Regions from separate parts of the Oryctolagus cuniculus genome. Here region 2 is linked to region 1. Evidence: chromatin contacts called from public Hi-C data. All regions are on one chromosome and are shown on one strand. Each heading gives the region's core, a stretch centred on a gene start, on an enhancer-like site or on the middle of the called end of the contact. The rest is flanking DNA. Distances are from core to core; before and after follow the strand shown. Region 1 holds the start of JPH2 (junctophilin 2). Region 2 overlaps JPH2 (junctophilin 2).

Evidence for each region. A called contact is a pair of places that touch in the nucleus more often than the background predicts.
Region 2: a contact with region 1 is called in a Hi-C map of psoas muscle, with 8 times the contacts expected there. The contact joins the enhancer-like site here to the promoter of JPH2 in region 1. A contact is called at or near these places in 3 of 6 Hi-C or Micro-C datasets (ear pinna, psoas muscle and an unstated tissue).

Annotation. Positions count from the first base shown.
Region 1 is chr11:14,871,751-14,878,288 of mOryCun1.1, forward strand. JPH2 (junctophilin 2) reads left to right here and starts at 3,362. Exons shown (of 6, transcript NM_001081998.1): 1 at 3,362-3,783. The coding sequence starts at 3,405. LOC138844291 (a long non-coding RNA gene) reads right to left here and starts at 2,860. Exons shown (of 2, transcript XR_011379880.1): 1 at 2,676-2,860; 2 at 476-2,221.
Region 2 is chr11:14,928,013-14,934,550 of mOryCun1.1, forward strand. All of the region lies in intron 2 of JPH2 (junctophilin 2), which reads left to right. Among named protein-coding and RNA genes, the nearest start is that of TRNAE-CUC, 44 kb to the left of the region's middle. Within about 2 kb of position 2,784, at least 1 of the 8 cell types and tissues checked has an H3K27ac peak or open chromatin away from gene starts, as enhancers often do.

The sequences.
Region 1 (6,538 bases), core at 2,112-4,611:
CCCCTCTCTCTTTGCTGGTGATTTTATTCCGCATGATGATCTGAAAAGCGATTTATTATGTGAGAATAATATTTATCATAGCAAACATTTGTTAGGTATTTAGTGTGTTCTAATCCTTTTTTACAATATTACCTGATGTGATTCTCACCCAGCCGTATAAGATAGGCAACATTATCCTTAATGCCAGTAATCCTTGGAGGTGGGGACTTAGCAGTGAAGGATTTGTGGCTTAGAGAAATTGACAATTGGCCCAGGGTCACACAGCTCGTGAAGGGCAGAAGTGGGATGTGAACACATATCTAACTCCACAATTACCTATCCTGTGTAGCCAATTGTAAGTAGATGGCTTTGTGAATTTAGAAATACTAAGAAACAGTTACATTGTTTGACAACATGCCCTGGTTTAGAACCAGGAATGAGAGTCGGATTTGTCTGAAGACCTTTTTTTCCCCCCAAATTTCTTTATGTCTTTTGGTTTCTTTTTTTTTTTTTTAAATAAGATTTATTTATTTATTTGAAATCCAGAGTTACACAGAGAGAGGAGAGGCAGAGAGAAAGAGAAGTCTTCCATCCGATGGTTCACTCCCCAACTAGCCGCAACGGCCGGAGCTGCACTGATCCAAGGCCAGGAGCCAGGAGCTTCTTCAAATCTCTCACGTGGGTGCAGGGGCCCAAGGACTTGGGCCATCTTCCACTGCTCTCCCAGGCCACAGCAGAGAGCTGGATCAGAAGTGGAGCAGCCAGGACTCGAACTGATGCCCATATGGGATGCTGGCGCCTCAGGCCAGGGTATTAACCCGCTGTGCCACAGCCCCCACCCCTGTCTGAGGAGCTTTTAAGGGAGCTTTTAAAAAGGGCATTGTTGTCACGGTTTTCTCCCACTCTGGGTCTCGGGTCTGGGGCGGAGCTCTCAAATCTGTTTTTTCAGTTTTACGGGTGCGTCTTTTGTGGAGTAACCCTTGGGAGGGACCCCCGTGGGGAGCTGCTGGGGGTGAGCAGTGGCTAAATGGCTACAGGTAGAGCGGCTCCACTGGGACACGGCCGTGGCCACTTAGCTGTAGGACAGAATCATGGTGACCTGCCTGGCATTAAAAAAAAAAAAAAAGTATTTAAAAAATTTCTTTGAGAAGCAGAGACAGAGAAAGCAGACAGCAAGCTCCCGCCTGCTTGCTGGTTCACTCCCAGATGTCTGCAGTGGTTGGGATGGGGCCAAGGGGCAAGCTGGGAGCTGGGAAGTCAGTCCAGGTCTCCCATGCAGGAGGCAGGAGCCTGATCACTCGAGCCATCGCTGCCTGCCGGGGTGGGCAGTGGCAGGAAGCCGGACTCGGGAGCTGTGACTCAAGCCCAGGCTCTGTGATGCGGACGTGGGCGTTTCAACCAGCGTCTCAGCTGCTGGGCCAGACGTGAACACAGAGGGTGTGACTCAGGCAGCCCCAACGCCAGCTTCCGGTTTGAGATGCTCTTCCCTCTTCCTGGGACAGCACAGTGGAAGGAAACATGTGATTCTCCGAAGACTTTGGTGAGACATGGTCAAAGCAGAACCCCGGAGGAGGCGTTGAGGTGTTGTGGGAGGTGGGCCGTGCCAGCAGGCTGTCAGTCAACCTGGCCAGGGGGTGACTCCCGCTACCTAGGTGGTGGTCTGTATCCGCCGTCACTGCTGCCTGTTAGCCTGGCAGCAGCCCACACCGGTAGTGCCTGGGTGTTTCTGCCCCGGGTGGAAATGTGCACGAGGAAGGGGCTCCCTCAAGGTCGGGGGCCCCAACACTGCCAAGTCCTGAGAACTGGCTCTGGGCAGCAGGAAAAGAGGGAATGGTTTCCAGCCACTTTAAGAACAAAACTTCTGCAGCGACGTTGAGTGGCCTCAAGTCCTCGGGAGATCTGGGGACAGGTCAGAAAGGCTGGAAGTCAGTTAACAGTGGAATGTCCTCCTGTGCTTGCTTCTCCAGCGACCCCGTCCCCAACAGTCACACGTGCCCAGCTTCCTCTTCTCCGTGGCCCGTACCTTTCCCGGAATGACTCCCCACCCCCGCCCCCACCCCGGCACCCTGGGCTCAGTGGGGATTTACAGCCATCAGCCCCCGGCGGCAGCTTCTTCAGATTTATTTGTTCTTTCTTCCTGGAGTTTGGTGGGAACCTGAGCACTCGTGACCCACCCAGGCCCTTTGCTCTCGACCCTGCCCCAGGAGCTTTCTGAGGTCTGGCCTCTCAGGCTCTTAGGACCCTGGAGAAAGAGGGGAATTGAAAAAAATAGCACTGTGACCCCTGAGCATTCCAGAGGGGACCTCATGCAGACTCAGCCCCCACCCAGGCTCTCAGGGACCGAGAGGGAGAGAGGGCAAGGGGTGGTCCCTGCTTTCTGCACTGGCACCCCCAGGGCTGTGCACGAGCTCAGGGCTCGCCTTCCGGAGCCTCACCTCGGCTTGGGAGCGCCAGCCCCAGCTTTCAGAGCCTGCGTGAAACAGTCCCGTTCCTTTCTCTCTAGGTCACAGGATTCCGGGATGGGGCTGGCATGGGTGCTGCAGCCCCAGGTCCCGTCAGGGCATGCGAGTGGGGGGGCTGAGATTGGCCAAGCGCCACGCTCGGGGGTTCTCAGCCTTCGGGGCTTGGGCCTCCTGCTCCTCCATCCACGCTGACGCCTCTGCTCCCTCCCGGCTGTAGCCCCCGGGGCCTCTTACCCACGGAGGGCACGCGAGCCACCACCGCATTGCCTGGCTGCCCACTCCCCGGGCGCCTGCCGCCTTCCTCAGTCCTCCAGCTGCGCTGGGTCTGCAGCCGCCCGAGTTGAAACACCCCTCGCTCCCTCCCACTTTGAAGGAGGCTGGGCTGGCCAGGGGGCTATTTTGGGAGCAGCTTCTGAGATCCAATGGCCTTGTTAGGGCAACACTGACCTTTCTGTCCCAGGGGGAGGGCAGCATGGGAGTAGGGGCGGGGCCGCGGCAGAGTGCAACCGCCCCGCACACCCACTGGGGTGCAGGAGAAGGGGGCCAGCGGGCTGTGGAATTCAGCCTGGGGCTGGGGCTGCCGCCGAGGGGGAGTTGCCCCTCTGGAAAGCGCTGGGGACCCCGCCAGCCCTCCCCTTTCACTGTGCCTCCTGAAGGATCACCGTGATTTTCCTTGGACTCCATGGAAGCCCGGCTTGGGATGCTTCGTGGGGGCTGTGCCTCTTCCCCACCTGACCCCCTCCCGAGGGGCAGCCTGCCCCTGGCTGACTGAGGGGGGCCTCCCAGGCATGGCTCTGCCCAGCCCACCCGGCACTGACCTGGCTGCTGGGCTCCTTCAGCCTCTGCTGGCCTCTCGCTCCCCCTGTTGTGGGGCGCGGTGGTGAGTCTGGGGCCCAGCCCTGAGGGTGCTGCAGGGCGTCGCCCAAGCTGGAGGCCGGGCAGGTGGCCGGAGGCGAGGATGCCATGAGCGGGGGCCGCTTTGACTTTGATGACGGCGGGGCGTACTGTGGGGGCTGGGAGGGGGGGAAGGCCCACGGACACGGGCTGTGCACGGGCCCCAAGGGCCAGGGCGAATACTCCGGCTCCTGGAACTTCGGCTTTGAAGTGGCAGGCGTCTACACCTGGCCCAGCGGAAACACCTTTGAAGGCTACTGGAGCCAGGGCAAGCGGCATGGGCTGGGCATAGAGACCAAGGGGCGCTGGCTGTACAAGGGCGAGTGGACGCATGGCTTCAAGGGACGCTACGGAACCCGGCAGAGCACCAGCAGCGGTGCCAAGTATGAGGGGACTTGGAACAATGGCTTGCAGGATGGCTATGGCACCGAGACCTATGCAGATGGAGGTGAGCCCGGGGGAGGGGCCGGAGCAGGAGGAAGGCCGGTGGAGGGGGGGGGGGGGAGCCAGGGGCTGTTGGCAGAGAGTCTGAGGGCTAGGATGTGATTTCGCTGTGTGGCTTTGGGCAAGATGACCTACCTCTCTGAGCATCATTTTCTTGGTAGCAAAGGTGGTGCCAATAAAGGGGCCGCCGAGCCGTGGCAGGGATGCTGCATGCACGCCTGCCACGTAAACACAATAGAATGTGCCTGCTGCTGTTTGCATGCCCGGTGGAGGAGCAGCTGTGGAGCAGACCCCAGCTTGTGCGGTAGCAGCGTCAGGGTCCAGTCTCAACTCTGCCATGACAGCCATTTGGCTATTATTTTCAAACAATAGGTCACGAGCGGTGTTCATCCGTTCATCCCTCCACACACCTGCCCGCCCACCCAAAAGCCGACACACTCGCCCATCCACATGCCCAGCCACCCCCCCATCTGTCTGTCCGTCCATCCGTCCATCCGTGTATCCATTCACTGTGCATCCACACACTCCTGATTCGCTGCACATCCTATTTGCTGGGCACTATGCGAAGGGTTAGTTACCGTCCCCGACTTCCAAGCCGGCCAAGCAGACAAGCTGTTGCTCACGGGTACGTCCCGCGTGCCGAGATGGAGAGCAGTTAGATGGATCGTGATGGGAAACTTGCTGTGAGGGTGAGAGCGGGGGCTGCACAGGCTGAGAGGGGAGGGCCGCGGGGCCGCAGGGCTCAGGAGCAGGAGGGCCATCGCAGGGCGAGAACACACACAGGAGCCTGGCACAGGGACGACAGAGCCGCTGTCATGGACCTCATCCATCCACCGAGTGTAACTTCCCATGCTCCACTTACTCAGCCTCAGTTTCCCCATCCATAAAACGAGACACCTTAAGTATAGGTACCGCTCCAAATGTGGGTGGTCGACGAGCCTTTCCACCCGTTAGAAATGTAAATTCAGGACCCTCCTGAATCCGGATCCCTGAGCAAGGGCCCAGGGAACTCTGAACCGGCTCATCAGGCAGTTTTTTACATATTACAGTTTGAATCAGGGGCTAGCAAGCTATAGACCACAGGCAAAGAGACAAACAGTATTTTGTGAGTTGTAGAACTTTTGTGACGGTCCCGAATGATGTCCCCAAAGTGCCCCTTCTCTGGCCAAGCCAGAGGCCTTGGCTGTGCGACGCCCGTGGAAGTGGACGTGGAAGCGGGTTGCCCCTCCTCCCTTGAGTGGGCGTTAGCACTGGACTCAGGGTAGCTGGATGGCGTTTTCCTGGCAGGCGGTTTACCTGGAAACCACGGCTAATGAAAAGCATGAACTTGGGTTAGAGGCATTTGTATGGAATGGTGTTTGCCACTGGTCTCCTCTCTTTGTGCCAGAGGACTGGGAGTAGGCCGCTCCGAGTGGGCTGGGGTCGGGGTGTGACCCAGGCATGTGGGGCAGAAAGAGGCGTCAGGCAGCCCAGGTGCAAGGTTTGCTCACGCCGGGCCCCTGGGGTGCACTGAGACACCCTGGGGTGCAGGGTGGGTTGGTGTCTTGGCTACAGGTGGTGGGTGTCTGGGTGAGCACTGCCCTCATGCGCCTTGAGTTTCCGTGGCCACCTGGGGTGGCTGCAGAGCACAGGCCGGCATGGCACAAGCTTGGGGTCAACGTCTGGCTGCACCACGTGCTACTTTGATGACCTCCAGCTATTTGCAGAAACTCTGTGATCCAGTGCCCTTCCGTCCCCCAGAAGTTTTTGCCAGGCCCTGTGCTGGGCGCCGGGCTCACAGCAGAGAGCAAGCCTCAGTTCCTGTGGCTGGAAAACGCAGGAGATCCTTGAGTCGTTTGGAGGTGTTGGTTACCTATGCAAAGGGGTGCACAGTGGGCGCGCGCCAAATGCCCTTTGCCTTCCCACTTCTCTCTTCCCTCTTTCCACACCAAGGGGTATGTGCAGTGGGGGTCCGGATGCAAGTCAAAGGGACGCACATTTCCAGGCTGAGCTGAGCGTGGGAAACTGAGCCAATGCCAAAATGTTGAGAAGGAGAAAAACTCACTCCTTCATTCACGCAGTCATTATTACCGAGCTCCTCCTCTGTGCCAGAAACTACCCCACAGCGTATGTTAGGGGCCAGTGAGCAAGACAAGGGGCTCCCTGTCAAGTGGAGAAGAGAGAAGACAAACATGTATAATTTTCAGAAGTTGACAGGGCTATGAAGGAAGCTGGCAGAGCGGGAAGAGGGCGGCATTTTCACATGGGATGGTTTCAGAAGCGGGATGGGAGAGGTTGGAAGGACGTGAAGGCTTTCAGGCAGAGAGAGTGGTGACGCAAAGGCCCTGGGGCAGGACTGGGCTTTGCTCTGTGGGAGGAACAGCAAGAATACCAGAAGGCAGGAACAGAGGGGCTGAGGGAGGCAAGCCGGGTGCAGGCTGGAATTGTGGGCGGGGCCAGGTCACCTCACTCTGCAGGCCCTGGGTTTTGCAGGCCCAGGTGTGGCCAGGGGCTCTTCAGGCCGGGTAATGAGAGGACCTGCTGCTCAGGTTTGTCAGGGGCCCAGGCTTCCTCAGAATGAGACGCCTAGAGGCCCTGGAAGCCTCACAGATTCTCTCTCCCAAGCCACACACAACGTGTAACCCTCCAAAATTAGATATGGCGGCTGCTTCGGAAAATCTCTTTAATCAACCTGTCAGCAGTGCCCTGGAGAGTTTGCTAAGGCCCTGCCCTCTGCCCCATCCTGGGTAGCACGGAGGGGAATGTGCACAAATAAGATC
Region 2 (6,538 bases), core at 1,534-4,033, 56 kb after region 1:
AGTGTTGCAATAAATGCTCTTATTTGTCCCTGGGTCATTTTGCACGATTTGGATGTATTTGTTGGGCAGATTCCTAGGAGAGAAATCAGAAGCTATGTAGATGTTGGATTTCTAAAGAAGAAAAACAGTTGAGCAATTTGAAACAATAGCTACGAATGTATGGAACTGGGGCAAACAGGTAAGGGAGAAATGCCTGACAGTGGCAGCAGACACTTTCCTAGTGTGTTCTCTGAGCCAAGCACCGCTCTGAGCACTTAATTTTCCTAACGGTCCCAGCAGGTGGCCATTATCGTTATCCCATTGTATTTGTTACCTGTTTTTTTTTTTTTTAAGATTTTATTTATTTATTTATTTGAAAGGTAGAGTTACAGATAGAGAGAGGGAAAGACAGAGAGAAAGGTCTTCCATCTGTTGGTTCACTCCCCAAATGGCTGCTATGGCCAGAGCTGGGCTGATCTGAAGCCAGGAGCTTCTTCCGGGTCTCCCATGTGGGTGCAGGGGCCCAAGCATTTGGGCCATCCTCCACTGCTTTCCCAGGCTGCAGCAGAGAGCTGGAACTGAAGAGGAGCAGCCAGAACTCTAACCGATGCCCCTGTGGAATACCAGCACTGCGGGCGAGGGTTTAGCCTAGTACACCACAGCACGGGCCTGCTACCTGGTTTTTTAAAGATTTATTTGAAATGCAGGGTGAGAGAGAGAGAGAGAGAGAGAGAGAGAAAGAGAGAGAGAGAGAGAGAGAGAGAGAATATCTTCCCTCTACAGGTTCACTCCTCAAATGGTCACAATTGCAGGTGCAGGCTAAAGCCAGAAGCCCGGAACTCCATCCGGGTCTCCACCAGTGCCCCAAGCACTTGGACCATCTTCTGCTGCCTTCTCAGGCACACTAGCAGGGAGCTGGATCAAGAGGAGGGCAGCTGGAACGCGAACCTGTACTCTCACATGTGATGCCGATGTCGGAGCTTAACCTGCTGTGCCCCAACATCAGTCCCAGCGTTTGACATCTGTGACTGCATAACAGATTATCCCCAAATGCAGCCACTTAAGACAACACACGTGCATAAGCTCACAGTCTCTGTGGGGTTTCAGGGCGTGGCTCTGCCGGGTCCTGTGGCTCAGCATCTGTAACAAGGCAGAGGTCAAGGTGTCAGCCAGGGCTGTAGTCTTACTTGAAGGCTGCACGGGGGAAGGATCTACTCCCGGTTCACACACATGGTTGTTAGCAGGATCCAGTTTCTTGCAAGCCATTGGACTGAGGGCCTCAGTGCCTTCCCGGATGTTGGCAGGAGGCCACCCTCAGTTCCTTGCCATGTGGGTGCCCCCTGCACACAACCGGCTTCGTCAAGACAGCAGGAGGGTCTGTGGTTGGAGTCAAGCCATCTGCTTGTACGCACTACATGAAAATGACATCCCATCTCTTTGCCGTATTCTGTTTCTTAGAAGCTGTCACCGGGCTCAGCACACACTAGAGGGGAGGGCACTAAACCGAGTGGGAGCGCCAGCAGCCTTCTGGGAAGTCTCCCAGAGGTAGCACAGAGAGGTCCTGGGATTTGAGCAGGTCACACAGCCCGTGAGCGTCTGAGTCGGAATTCAACTTCAGGTACAGGACTGTGGATTCCATGCACCTGACCGCGATGCCTCCCAGTTGCACCTTTACGGGGTTCCCAGGTGTGTGCAGGGATGGAGGAGAAGAAAGGCTCCAACCCTGGGACAGCTGCTGTGTCTGCACAATGGCTTCAGGCCGCTGTGGCTTTGATGGTGCTGTTTGACAGACAGTAAAATGCCATTTTAAAGGCCTTTTGCAGAAGGAAGTTCCGGCTGCTTTGAAGCCCTGCGCCAGCATACTCATGGACGGACGTGGGGACGGCCTCCCTGCAGGCCAGGCCTCGGGGGCAGGGGGAGCGAGGCCCAGGGTCCTCTAAGGCATTTCACTGGCTGCAGCCGCACCTCAGGCCTCCAACCAGGCTGCAGCAGACCAGCCTTTCTCTGGGAAAGGGAGAAGGCCCCAGGCAGTTACCACGCGCTCTCCCACGGGAGCGTGGGTGCCTGGAACACGCACGTCGGGGCCTCCCAACTCCTCTGAGGAAGGTCTGTGGCCGTCTGCGAAGTGGTCTTGACCTGGGCAGGGTGAGCAAAGGCTCCGGGGTCGAGCAGATGTGGGGTCAGGCTCGGCCAGTCTGGCCCGTTCCAGCTTTGTTCCGGCTTCAGGCTTTGGGCGAACGATCTCCCCCTGCAAAGCGGGCCGCCTGGAGGGGACCTGAGGCCGCACAGCTGTTTTATCTCCTCTGGCCGTGGGCTGCCAGCGTGCCCCAGGTGCCTTAAACGCGTAGAGGGATCCTCTTGCCACTGTGGAGGTCCCTGGGCTGCCCGGGTCAAGGCAACTGCAGGGCCAGGTCCTGCTGGCACTCGGAGGGTGGGATCCGATCCCCTGACTTTGCAGTTTCCCGTGGCCACCCCCATTCCTTGCCTCAAGCCCTCCCCCCTTCCTCTGACTTCAAAGCACACTACTGCTGTCTCCGCTTCCATCCCCACCGCGGCTTCTCCTCTGTCAAAAAATAGCCCTGCCGTCCCTGTCGTAAGGACACTTGTGGTTACATTTAGGCTGCCCGTGGAGTCCAGGATAATCCCTCATCCCAAGATCTTGAATTCGATCACACCTCCAAAGCCCCCTTTGCCATGTGTGGCAGCGTCCCCAGGTTCCAGGGATTAAGAGCTGGAACTCTCTGGGGCCGTTATTCAGCCGACTGCATAGGTCAAGTGTCTGGCACGGGGTTAGCACTCAGCACACAGCGACTCCTGTTACTTGGCTTCCGTCTTCTGGGCTAGGAGGGCCGCATTCCATCCCCAGCCACGGAGGGGACCTCGCGCGGGGCTGGGGGCTCTTTAAGAAGACAGGTCTCCACGATGCAGGATCTGGAAGGAGCCACCTCCGTGGCCAGGGGACTGGGGCGGGGCTTCCAGCAGAGAGATTCTGCACAGGGCCTGTGGGGGCAGCACAGCCCCCCAGACTCAGAACCCACCCCCACCCTCCACTTCAGCTAGGACAGATCCACGTTTTAAATGTTACAAACGCCTGCCCAGGGCTGATGGCGCGCCAGGCCCTGTTCTGGATGCTCTCGGAGCCTCAGCTACTTCATTCACTCTGTAATCTCCACAGCCCTGAGGTAGGGCTTTTTGTGTCCCCATTTAACAGATGGAAAAATTGAGGCACAGAGAATTTAAGTCAATCATGGCCATTCAGCTGTGCTCCTAACCACCGCAAGATATCAAACTCTATACAGAATTGTTTTCTTTTTTTAAATCCTACTTGTTTTCCAAATTTTCTATAATGAAGCCATATCATTTTTATAATACAACTGTATGTTATGTGTATAATATACTTAAAATTTATTCACTTTATTTAAAAGATATATATAGAGAGAGATCTCTTCCGTCTGCTGATTCACTCTTCAGTTGCCTACAACAGCCAGGGCTGGGCCAAGCCAAAGTCTGGAGCCAGGAACTCCATCCAGAGCTCCCACATAGATATCAGCAACCCATGTACCTGAGCCATCACTGCTGTTTCCCAGGGTGCATATGAGCAGAAGCTAACACTGGGAGTCAGAGCTGGGACTTGAACCCGGACTCTCCAGTATGGAACGCAGGCGTCCCAAGCACCTAGCCCTTGCCCTTTTAATGTACGTTTTCTAATAATGAACACAGAGACAATAAAATACGTTTTATTTGCATATTTATCCACATGTATTGTAAAGTACAGACTGTGAACTTACAACCCACCAGATGGGCTGCTCTTGCCCCGTGCTCTGCCCACCTTGTCTCGTCTCCCACCAGGCTCTGTTGCCTTCAAGGGAAGGGCCCGGGTATGGTTCAACTTCCATAATAATGACTACGGGTAAGTGACTTGACCTCGCTGTGCCTGAGCTTTTTTTTTTTTTTTTTTTTTTGACAGGCAGAGTGGACAGTGAGAGAGAGAGACAGAGAGAAAGGTCTTTCTTTTGCCGTTGGTTCACCCTCCAATGGCCGCCACGGCTGGCGTGCTGCGGCCAGCGCATGGCGCTGATCCAAAGGCAGGAGCCAGGTGCTTCTCCTGGTCTCCCATGGGGTGCAGGGCCCAAGCACTTGGGCCATCCTCCACTGCACTCCCTGGCCACAGCAGAGAGCTGGCCTGGAAGAGGGGCAACCGGGACAGAATCCGGCGCCCTGACCGGGACTAGAACCTGGTGTGCCGGTGCCGCTAGGTGGAGGATTAGCCTAGAGAGCTGCGGCGTGGCCTGTGCCTGAGTTTTGCCATCTGTAAAATGGCCATGGTTCTTAGCTCCTGGGTCAGTGTGAACCCATAGGTTATTTTCCATTTTTGTCTTAGGAGAGGCAGTGTTCATGCGTCTAAACAGAAGAGCCAAAAGCATGATGGAAGAAAATGTAGGACTAAGTCTCTGACCTTCCGCAAAGCTTTGCTGTGACAGCTGAATTACAGGAGACAACAGTACAAATAGATCAGTTGCACTAAATTGAAATTTAGAACTTCTATGTTTTTCTTTAAATGGTCACAATGGCCAGGGCTGGACCAGGCTGAAGCTAGGAGCCAAGAGCTTCATCGGGTCTCCTGTGTGGGTGCAGGAGCTAAGGACTTGGACCATCTTCTGCTACTTTCCCAGGTGCATTAGCAACCTGGAAGTGGAGCAGCTGGGACTCCCTCCAGCGTCCATATGGGATGCCGGTGCTGCAGACCGGGGCTTAGCCTGCTGCACACAGCGCCACCGCCTGGAACTTCTGTGATTTAAAGGGCAATGCAAGAAAGAGAAAGCCCAAGGTTGGGAAAAGCATCTTCAAATTATAGACAGTTTGCTATGAGAAGGGACTTGTATCTGGACTATCTAGAGGACTTCCAGAACCCAAACAAACAAATCCCAAGTACATGAAAGCCGACTGAGGGTCTGAGTAGTTCCTTCTTCTAGGGAGATGCACAGATGACCGTGACGCTGGGAAATCCAAACCAAACTATGATGAGACAGCACTTCCCAAACCGCTGCTGCGGCCGTCATCAGAGAGACAGACAGGGACAGGTGCAGCGAGGCTGTGGGGAGGCTGGAACCCCCGTATGTTACTGGTAGAATGTAAGATGTTGCCACCGCTTTGGAAAAGTCTGGCAGATCCTCCACAGACCCAGCCATTCCACCTTCACGAATATGCCCACGAGAAATGACAGGCTCTGTCCACCCAGAGACGTGTGCGTGAGCATTCGCAGCAGCGTTCTCCGTGACAACCCACACGTGCAAACAGCCCAGGTGCCCTCACCTGGTGAGCAGGGCCACGGGTACAGCGAGCCCACACGTGGGATGTTAGCAAGAGAGAGGCAGGAAGTACTGACACCTGCTACAACGTGGGCACGAGGCGAAACTGTTCAGTGGCGTATCCCAGTGTGTCGGCAGTGGGTAGAATTTTGGAAGGGAATACTGCTAGGCATGGTCGTAATAATGACAAAAACAAGAACAGTGATAGTGAGTCTGTGTTGGGCGCTTAGTTTATGCTAAGCACTTGGGTGCTAGCTCATTTCAGACTGCCAGGAATTGCACGAGAGGAGTGTTATCCCCATCTCACAGCTGAAGACCTGGAGGCGGGGTCCTTAGAACAGAGCGGAGTTGAGTGCCTGCCCCTGCCCCTGTGCTGAGGGGCCTCCCCGTGGAGTGCCGTCTGCGCTGTGGACCACTGTCTGTCTCTCTGGCACCCAGCACTGGCCCCACGCAGTAGGGGCTCAGCATACGCTCGCAGAATGAGGGTGAATGGTGTCCCAAGTTGGGGGCTCGCTGCCTGCGTCCTTGGGGCTGCAGGGGACTTTCTCCCCGGGAGCTCCCTGGGCCAGAGCCTGGATGCTCAGCTGTGATTCTTCCTCCTAATTAGTGGGATTCTGATAGTCCTGGGGAAGTGATGGTGGCCAGCCGGAGCTGGGGCGAGGGGCTGTTTTGGGAGAGGGAAGGCCAGTGGCATCTGAAGCCTCCCCAATCCCAGGAAGGCTCCTGGTAGCGCTGTCCTGTAACCACTCCTCCAGGCTCCTCCAGGGGGCTGGCAGGGGCCTGGGCAGGGACTGGCTGTCCAGCCCCTTCCCCAGGCTCCCTTCAGAAGGATTTTCCTTCTCATTCTAAAGAGAGCAATTGAGTACATTCAGCATTTATGTCTTAGTCCTCTCCAAAAACTGGGCTTCCTGTTTTTTTTTTTTTTTTTTTGACAGTCAGAGTGGACAGTGAGAGAGAGACACAGAGAGAGAAAGGTCTTCCTTTGCCGTTGGTTCACCCTCCAATGGCCGCCACAGCTGGCGCGCTGCAGCCGGCGCACCGAGCTGATCCAAAGGCAGGAGCCAGGTGCTTCTCCTGGTCTCCCATGGGGTGCAGGGCCCAAGCACTTGGGCCATCCTCTACTGCACACCCGGGCCACAGCAGAGAGCTGGCCTGGAATAGGGGCAACCGGGACTGAATCCGGCCTCCCCCACTGGGACTAGAACCCGGTGTGCCGGCGCCTCAAGGCGGAGGATTAGCCTAGTGAGCCG